2 separate regions of the Rattus norvegicus genome follow, and region 1 is linked to region 2. The links are chromatin contacts, called in public Hi-C maps. All regions are on one chromosome and are shown on one strand. The core of a region is the stretch at or near the end of the contact, and the rest is flanking DNA. Distances in the headings are between cores, read along the strand shown. Region 1 holds the start of Slc12a2 (solute carrier family 12 member 2). Region 2 has its middle 55 kb from the start of Slc12a2.

Region 1 (4,446 bases), core at 1,693-4,192, 55 kb before region 2:
ATCTAAAATTGAAATCTTAAGAGTTTAGACTTATACTCTGAGGAGCCAATGTTAAGAAAATCAAAATAAGAATCACATTTAGCAATAATATTCCATGCACTCAGGATGGCCAGGGCCCATTATTTACACTGCATATTTTCTTTAATCTTCACCATAAATAATCCTGGAAAATTGGGGAAGCTGAGTTTGAGGACTCAGGTGACTTTTTCAACTAAGAAATAACTAATAATGTGCCTATTTTTCAGATGTGCAAAACTGAACAAAACCACAACCCAAATCACAAACCAAGATTTGAAGTGCACTGTTACTGACAAAACGTAAAATAGCGAAAACTTACTTTCAAGGGTTTGAGATGACACCTTTCTATTTAAATCCTACAACTTATAGGCATACTGCTAACTTTGGCTTTACTGAAATAAATCTGAGTGAAATGCACTGTACAGAAATTCCCAATACTAAAGATGCTCCCGAATCATTTATCAACTCTATTACTATGTGAAAAACTACATACGAATAAAATAAATGATTCAGGAAGTATTTGGCTCCTGATACGACAAAGGACAACAATAGAATGGTAGCATTATCTAAGGCTAAACGATGTCAATTTTTACACTCCCTAAGCTTGTGAGAGCTAGGACTTGTGCACTTACTTCAAACCATGACTGTTACTTTGTCAAACACAGGGACAAATGCAGTCTCATGAGACATGACCCTATGAAATCATAACATCAGCCAAAACCAATCACAGAAACTTCTTCACAGTGATCATCTCAACCTGTGGTACCGACTCTGAAGTCACAGAATTCCATTATGGACTCGCTGAGGCAGATGTCAAGTAATTCAGCTCATAAAAGTTAAATATTAATCAGATCTCAAAAGCATCAATGTTATCTTCAAATAATTATCTGAACCCGGAGGAAATAAAAGCCTTATGAGGCCATAAAAAAACAGAATTAGTAAAGTCAATAAGAGTACATGAGAACGGTTCTCTATTTACAAAGTAGAAGGGCTTTTACAGGGACCCCAGATTATGTCTCTGGACATCCCTGAGGGGTAAAATAAAATCCCTGTGTTTCATTTTTTCTCTAGACTCAAAGATTCACCACTGTCAGTTTTTGTTATGTTTTGTTTTTTTAAATTCGGCCCTCTTTCAAAGATTTATTTTATGTGTATGAATGTTTTGCCTGCATTCCTCCTGGATGTATATACCATATGCATGCATGCTTCGTGCCTGTCAAACTGCAAGCGGAGTTACAGATGGTGGTCGTGAGCCTCCTTGTGAGGGCTGGGAACAGAACCCTCCTGGTCCCCTACGCAACAAGTGCTCTTCTGAAACATCTTTCTACAACCCCCACCCTCCATACATGCCTCTTTGCAAAAAGTTTACAAACAAACAAAAACAACAAGATTTGGGATTTCCCACCCCAGGGCTGGGAAGCAGAAGCTGATGGATCTCTGTGAGTTCCCAGCCTGGTCTACACAGCAAGTTCTAGGACAGCCTGGGCTACATAGGAAGACCCTGTCTTCAAAGAAAGATTTCTATAGCCCTCTGCATATTTAGGATTGCAAAAACTGAGCTTTAATAATTAATAGACTACAAACACATGCTATTAGAGCTTTCCTTCAAACACCAACCTTTCCACTCAGGACCTCTAATGGATATACAGAAGCCATACACTACAATCTAAAAAGGACCCAGATGGTAGGCAGTAGGTTCTCTCCACCCTGTCTCAACAGAGCCTTTTCTAAACTTCTTCCACACTCTCTTCGCTGGTCCCTAACATGTGTAACCCAGCGAGGTGGCACTGGGTGCAAAAGACAGTGTATACAAGATATATAACTGATTGGGAGAGGCCGCTAAGTGCTGCCTCCGCTGTATCACATAACCGGCCAAACCCGCTGCAAACTTTTGAAGGATTAAGTTACATTCCGCTGCAATTCCACACTTGACAGCTGAATCCAGAGATGCCAGCGAGTCGTTCCTTGGGTCTTGCGCTGCCACCTCACCAAGGGAGAGTCAGCGGCTGCATCCTGAGGCCAGCACGCGCCAGGGCATGGGGAGGGAGGAAGGTCTGGGCGAGCTCACCTTTTCCAGCTCATCGTGGAGCTCTGCCAGGCTGGGCCGGAGCAGCTTCTCGCCCAGCTGCGCGGCCGTGTGCCGGTAGTGGTCGATCCTGGGCACCGCGTCCATGGTGTTGTGGCCGAAGGTGCGCAGGTAGTAGGTGTTGGTGTGGGTGTCATAGTAGTACTGCTGGTGGTGTCCACTGCCACCACCCGAGTGCAGGCTGCTGCCCTCGCTCAGCACCGTGTCCCCGCCGTTCTGGAAGCTCACGTTGGGCCCGTCGCCACCGACCCCCGCCGCATCCGACAGGCTGTCGTCCGCCGACGAGGAGGCAGCCGGGTCCACGAAGTTCACGCGGAAGCGGCCCTTGGCTTCCTCGCTGCCCTTGGCCACGCCGCTCTCAGTGCCGGCTTTCCCAGCCGCGGGGGTCTCCTTGCCCGCTGCCCCGGCAGCCGCCGCAGCCGCCGCTGCAGCTGCAGCAGCCGCGGCCCGCCCGGCGTTCTCGGAAACCGGGTCCACCTGGAAGCGGCTCTGGCTGGGGGTGGGCCCCAGAGGTTTGCCCAGCCCATCGCCAGCGGCCGGGGTTCCCTCTCCGCGCACCCCGCCGCCGGCCTGGCTCCCAGCGGTAGCATCCTCTCGACCGGAGAGTACGGCCGTGCCGGGCAGGTCCACCCCGGCGGCAGTCAGCGGCGCGTCCCCATCCCGGGCGGGCCGCGGGGCGCCAGACGAGGGCGCCGCGGGCCCGGGCTCCATCGCCGCCCGACGCTCGGGGACCTGCGGAGCGGGCGGGTGGACGCTGCGTACAGCGCGGCTCGGGTCCCTGGCCGGCGCTCCCACTAAGGAGCCGGGGGAGAGAGAGTCGCAGCGCCGCTGCCTCACACCCGCGGCACGCTCGCCGCCAGCCGCCAAGTGCCCGCGAGCGCGGCCGGCCCCGCGGTTTAAAGGCGCGGCGGGGCCGCGGCGCTCGGTGCAGCACGCGGGAGGCGGGGCCGCTCAGCCCGCCCCTCAGCCCGCCCCGAGCCCTGCGCTGGCCAGCCTCGCGCGCCGACCCTGGAGAGCGCCGGCCTCCGCACCGCAGCGAGCAGGCGCGGCCGCACGCGTCTCCGCGCAGACCTGCGCGCCGCCGCCCCTTCCGCCGCCGCGGTCCGCTCCGCGTCCTCCCTCCGTCCTCCCGCCCGCCGGCAGCCCCGGCTCCCGCACCGGCTGTCGCGGATGCTCTCCCGGCTGCACGGACCCTGTGGACTCCTCTCGCTTCTTTTTTTTTTTCCTTTCCCCCTTTTTTTTTAAGTTCTAAACTCGCAGTACTTGGGGCGAGCCGGCGAGATCTCGCGAGATGCTGCGGGGCCTGTGGGCGGTTTCCCTTAGGGCGCGTGGTACCCAGGCCCGCGGCGCTCTGGCTGCGGGTGATGCTGGGGGCTTTCCTGTTGGGCCCGCGCGCGCTTCCGGAGGCGCTGGCCACGCTCGCTCCCGGCGAGCCCGGCGCGCACCCTGACCGGGCGCCCAGCTCTACCGCTCCGTGCCCGCGTTTTAGATTTCCATAACCAAAGAGTAATTCCAGCCGCGATGCCGGTGGGTGTGTCAACACTTGGGTGACACCTTTATTTCAAAAGCTGGTAAAAAAAAAAAAAAACGGTGAGGAGGGAACCTCATTTCGACGTTTGATGACATTTTTAACTTCAGTGTTAGGAAACGCAGTTCTTAGAATACAGGGACCGCAGCAGCCAGTGTTAACAATTGCTAGTTTTCCTTTTTGCTGTGGTCCTGAAGAACTCCCTCAGATTTTAACACAAAAAGCCACTCCTGCTCTGCGGGCTTGTTTTCGCTGGAAATAGAGGAACACCTGTTTTCCAACTTAGTATCAGTATCCCCCTTTATCAGCCTCACCAAACCTAAGTGAAAGTGAGTGACCCCAAGTAGTTTCCTCTGATCATTGCCTGTTATGCCTGCGTTCACTCTATGTTTAAAGAATAGTTGGAATAAACACCACTTGTTGTTGACTACTTTAAGCAAGATCAAAGAGCCTGGAATTGCAGAAATAAAAGGTGTTGGGGGGAGGCGGGGCAGCCAGTTCACCGGAGATCTTAATCACCCTTGATAATTTATCAGCTATATTTTCTGTATTTTAAAGATGGAGATGGAAAAGAACAGATATTGGGTCATTCAGCCAAGGCTTCTAATACACCCCTCCCTGACTCTTCCCCACCTTGAACTTTCCCAATATTAACAGAAAATCAGGAGAAGCCAGGGGAAAAAAGGATGTGTGCTTTTAAAGCTGTGTGCTTTTCTACTAGGGAACTGCTGTGTTAGTCACAGATCTCTGTATTGTGTGCCTTTCAGCATACAGCTCATCTGTGGCTGTGAGAATTCAACATTAATTTACCTAG
Region 2 (4,443 bases), core at 946-3,445:
CTTCCAGACCAGCCTTTGCTGTAGTGAGACCCTGTCTCAATTACCCTAAAGCACCCAAATCCCTTTGATTGTCCACATAGTGAAGCTTTACACAAAGCCGTGCCTGTTTGTCTCTTCCCCACTCAGTCTCTTTCAGGTGGCTGGTGTCCTTTCACCCCGTGTTCCTGTAGCCTGGACATCTATTTCATGGCTTCCTAGACCTCTTTGTTATCTATTCCTTGACAAGAGAAATTTGCTAAAGGACAGAGAAGCATGTGTACCAAGTCCTCTCAAAGTCAAATGTGTTATTAAAAGGGCGAAGGTGGCTGGGAAGATGGCTCAGTCAGTAAAGTGCTTGCCACAAAGACATGGAGACTTAAGTTTGGAGACTCAGCATCTGTATAAAAATCCAGGTGCAGCAGTGCACACCTGTAATCCCAAAGTGGGGTTGCAGACATAGGAGGAGCCCTGGGGGTTGCTGACAAATAGTCTAGGCTAACCATCAAGTTCCAGATTCAGTAAGGGGCCCTGTCATAAAAGGAAACACCCCCCCCCAATAAAACCAGCACCTAAGGTGGAAAATGAGGAAGATACTGAACAACAGTTTCTGACTTCCACATGCATATGCTTGTATGTATACAATTACCTGGACACACATATATACACATGTAAACATGTAAACACATTTATGTCACCCACTCAAAGACACATCTGTACAAAACATAATAAAAGAGGTATTTATGTCTAGATCCAGGCCAAATTATGAGAGGCATGCTAGAAACAATCAGGACTATGGATTGAAGAATATGGAAAAAGTCAGGAATACGGAAGATGAAGAGTGCTCTATTAGACAGTAAAGAAACCACTGCGATCAAACCAAAGCAAACCGGGACTTCATTTCCAGCAAATGGAAGGATAAAACATACACTGACTCAGTTGGGTGACTTAAATTGGCCTTCAGGCTGCAGAACTTGAAAATAAAAGGAGGCAGAATCCAGTTTTTTACATATGAGCAACGTTTTTCTTTCTTGTCTGGATTTGGTTGTTTATGCCTATGATCCCAGCACTGGGACAGTGGAGACAGATAGATGGGAGACAGAATTGCTGGGCTTCATAGTAAGTCCCAGGCCAGCCCGGGACACAGAGTGAGAACCTGTTTGAAGAAACAGACAGACAGACAGACAGACAAAACACTGTGGAAAATCTTATCATCATATACTGTACATGAATTTTGATGTTGCCATATGTGCATAGAAAGTACCCTAAGCATGGCTCAGTGTCCTCACTAATCCTTTCTCCCCATCCCTAGACCAACTCTTTTTCTTGAGAAATGATCTGGTTCTATAGCCCTAGTTGACCTTGACATCGCCATCCTTCTGCCTCAGACTCTAGAGTACTGGGACTGTAGGCATGGAACACACACCCAGCTTCCCACATCTTCTCTTTCCTAATTTAAGGAGCAGCAATAGAAGAGCAGGAGATTTCTTTTTCTTTCATGGTTAGACGAATCCCCGCCTTCCTCCATCTGATTTTGTTTAGAGACGGGTTGTATTTTCTTGGCTTTGGATGCAGTAGTACAAAGACGCCCTTGGAATAAAGGAAAACTTAGTCTTCGGTAATAAAATTCCTGGCTTAAAATATGCCACCATGGCTGGCTTATCTGTTATTTTAAATGGATCATGGTGCTTAAATATTCTAGCCGCTAAATGAGACAGGTGTCTGCAGATCCTCAGAACAGCCGTATAAAAATAGATCTTGAACTGGAATGTGTCTGTGGTACCCAGAGGCAATCACCATAACAACTGGTGTGAATGGATACGAGAGAGCTCTCTCTAACTTGGCTCTCTAACAAAGGTTCCATTGTTTGGATTGACTCTGAGATTAGAGTCTAGCATTCTAAAATTCATGAGATATCCTCTCTCTTTCTCCCTCCCTCTTCCTCCCTCCCCTTTCCCCTCAGGCAAGGTCCAACTATGGCTAACTTGAGTTTTTCCTGTCTAGGGTTAGAGTGTGCACTACCATGCCCAGTTTACCACAGGGGAACTCTTTCAGCCTGCGGTAAAGAGGGCAAGACAAAAGATCGTGTACCAAGGGATGTACATTTAGTGTCTTTTCTATCAACTCAATGTAATTGACGTGATGAAATTAATTTATTTAACATCAATACGGGTGATGGGTGTTAAGAAGTAAAAGGTGAGTATAAGGGAGCTGGTGAAGACAAGGATGGGATTTACAAGGTTTGTGGGGAGCCGATGGTGATATGAAGACAAAAAGGGGGGGAAAGTTGTTTGGCACCATCACCGAATCCTGAAGCATCCATCATCCTCTGCGATCACCACAGAGAACCAATAAAGCACTACTCGCCTAGTTTTATAGGTGAGAAAGATGCTTCTAAAGGCTTCCCAAGACAAGATAGTTATTAGCTGAACCACTTCCAGAGGCTTGCTTTTCACCACTGTGTTTTGTTTCGTTTCGTTTCTGTCAATCATGGAGTTGTTGGCTTTTTTGAAATACTCTAGAGGCTGGGTGGTGGTAGGACAAACCTTTAATCCCAGCTCTCGGGAGGTGGAGGCGGAGGTGGAGGCGGAGGTGGAGGCGGGGGCGGAGGCGGGGGCGGGGGCGGGGGCGGAGGCGGAGGCGGAGGCGGAGGCGGAGGCGGGGGCGGGGGCGGGGGCGGGGGCGGAGCCGGGGGCGGAGGCGGGGGCGGGTCTTTGACTTCAAAGCTGGCCTGGTCTACTGAGTGAGTTCCAGGACATCCAGGGCTACTGGAAACAGAGAAACCCTGTCTGGAAAAAATAAAATGAAATAAAAACACATAGAACTATAAATACCCTTACATGGGCCATCTGTTGTTATTAGTTTCAGAGAAGTGTGGTTGTAATTGCTGTTAAAAGATATGCTAGATCGTAAAATTATATATAAAGATTTAGACATTGTTTTGTTTAGAGAACACGGTGTCAAAAATAATTAAATCAAAGGATGAAACCTTAGTCTTAGTAAAATTCACTTTGAAGGTGTGAACTGGGGAGGAGGGCAGGAAGCGGCATAGACTGAAGGGGAGATAATGCAGCATCCGTGAAGTAAACAATGCAGTGGAGAAAGAGAATGAAGGACAGCAACAGGACTAATGACCACATCATTGGAAACCGCAGATACAAGGAAGAGACCAGCAATGCAGGGTGTATCGCAATGCAGATAGGGGGATGTTTAAGCTGCAGACAGGAATTGGTACACAGCCTCTACTATTGGCGCTACAAATAAGAAGCAGATAAATAACCACGGACCTAGAAGGGACCAACCACTCACGGACAATACATGCTGCCTTTAAGCTTGACATCATCTGTTGCGGAAAAAGCCATGAGCCAAAGAACAGAATTCTGCTGACTGAGTTGTGTTAAGAACTGTAGTGGAATGTACTCAGGGTCTGGGTAAGAAGGTGTCTCTCTGTGACTCAGTGAAGGAAAAGCGTTATAAACTAGAAGATTAGACTCTATTCGTAAGGAAGATGGGAGGAATCTCACAATCACCTAAAGGAGATTGTGAGAGCTGAAAAGTCTGGAGAAAGAAAAGTGACACAGGAAACCAACAGCCAAAGGTTAGATTTCCACATCCTCCAAGAAAGAAGCCCTGTGGGTAGAAAGGGTGTTCAGCATGCACAGTAAAGATACAATATTCTGTACAACAATATAAGCTAATTGAAAGATGTTGATGAGTCTTGGATCCTTTTGAGAATCTGATGAAAGCTATCTATACTTCTTCCCCCTAAAATTTTATGTTATAATTTTGGAGAATATTCAGATGCCCTGAAGCAAACCAATGGCTCTCTCGAGCAGCCTTTTGTCATCTCCTCAAACAGCTTTATTAGTTTATATTCCATAAGAGGCTCATATTTTATATCCATAACTTATGAATTTTTGTATATTTACTGATTTACACCACCACCACCACCACCACCACCACCACCACCACCACCACCACCACCTCCACCACCACCTAATTTTAGAACATTTCCATTGCCCTAAAAAGAAATCCTAAGTCTATCAACAGTCAGCATCTATTAATATCCCCTGCCTATGTGCAGGGAGTTATTCCTCTCTCTGTCCCTTTATATTTGTAGGACTTCATTTCCAAGACCATTTGCACCATAACAGAATATACTAACAGCCAATTCTTGGGTGTACACAAAGCCATAAGAGAAGTTTACAGAGCATTACTCTTGCCTTTTGAAATGCCCTTGTACCTATTGCATTCCATCACAAAACTTAATGTTGTAACCAGCTGAGGACTTGTAATCTCGGATTGAAAAATGCTATCCTCGAGGTCTACCAAATCAAACCAGCTTGAATCTCAAGTGGGTAACAGAAAGCAGTCCAGGGATCTAACTATCCTAAGACAAATGCCCAGTGGTTGCAGAGGCAGAATTAGAAATTAGCTATCTTTTGTCCGACGACACATCATTATTTT

What was found. Hi-C and Micro-C count contacts between places; a contact is called where the count stands out from the background.
Region 1: a Hi-C map of the A7r5 cell line shows a contact between it and region 2, with 2.3 times the contacts expected there. The contact joins the promoter of Slc12a2 here to the enhancer-like site in region 2. A contact is called at or near these places in 3 of 12 Hi-C or Micro-C datasets (the A7r5 cell line, Schwann cells and frontal cortex).

What each region holds. Positions count from the first base shown.
Region 1 is chr18:53,544,829-53,549,274 of GRCr8, reverse strand. Slc12a2 (solute carrier family 12 member 2) reads right to left here and starts at 2,942. Exons shown (of 27, transcript NM_031798.2): 1 at 2,087-2,942. The coding sequence starts at 2,815.
Region 2 is chr18:53,489,168-53,493,610 of GRCr8, reverse strand. No RefSeq gene overlaps it. Among named protein-coding and RNA genes, the nearest start is that of Slc12a2, 55 kb to the left of the region's middle. Within about 2 kb of position 2,195, at least 34 of the 93 cell types and tissues checked have an H3K27ac peak or open chromatin away from gene starts, as enhancers often do.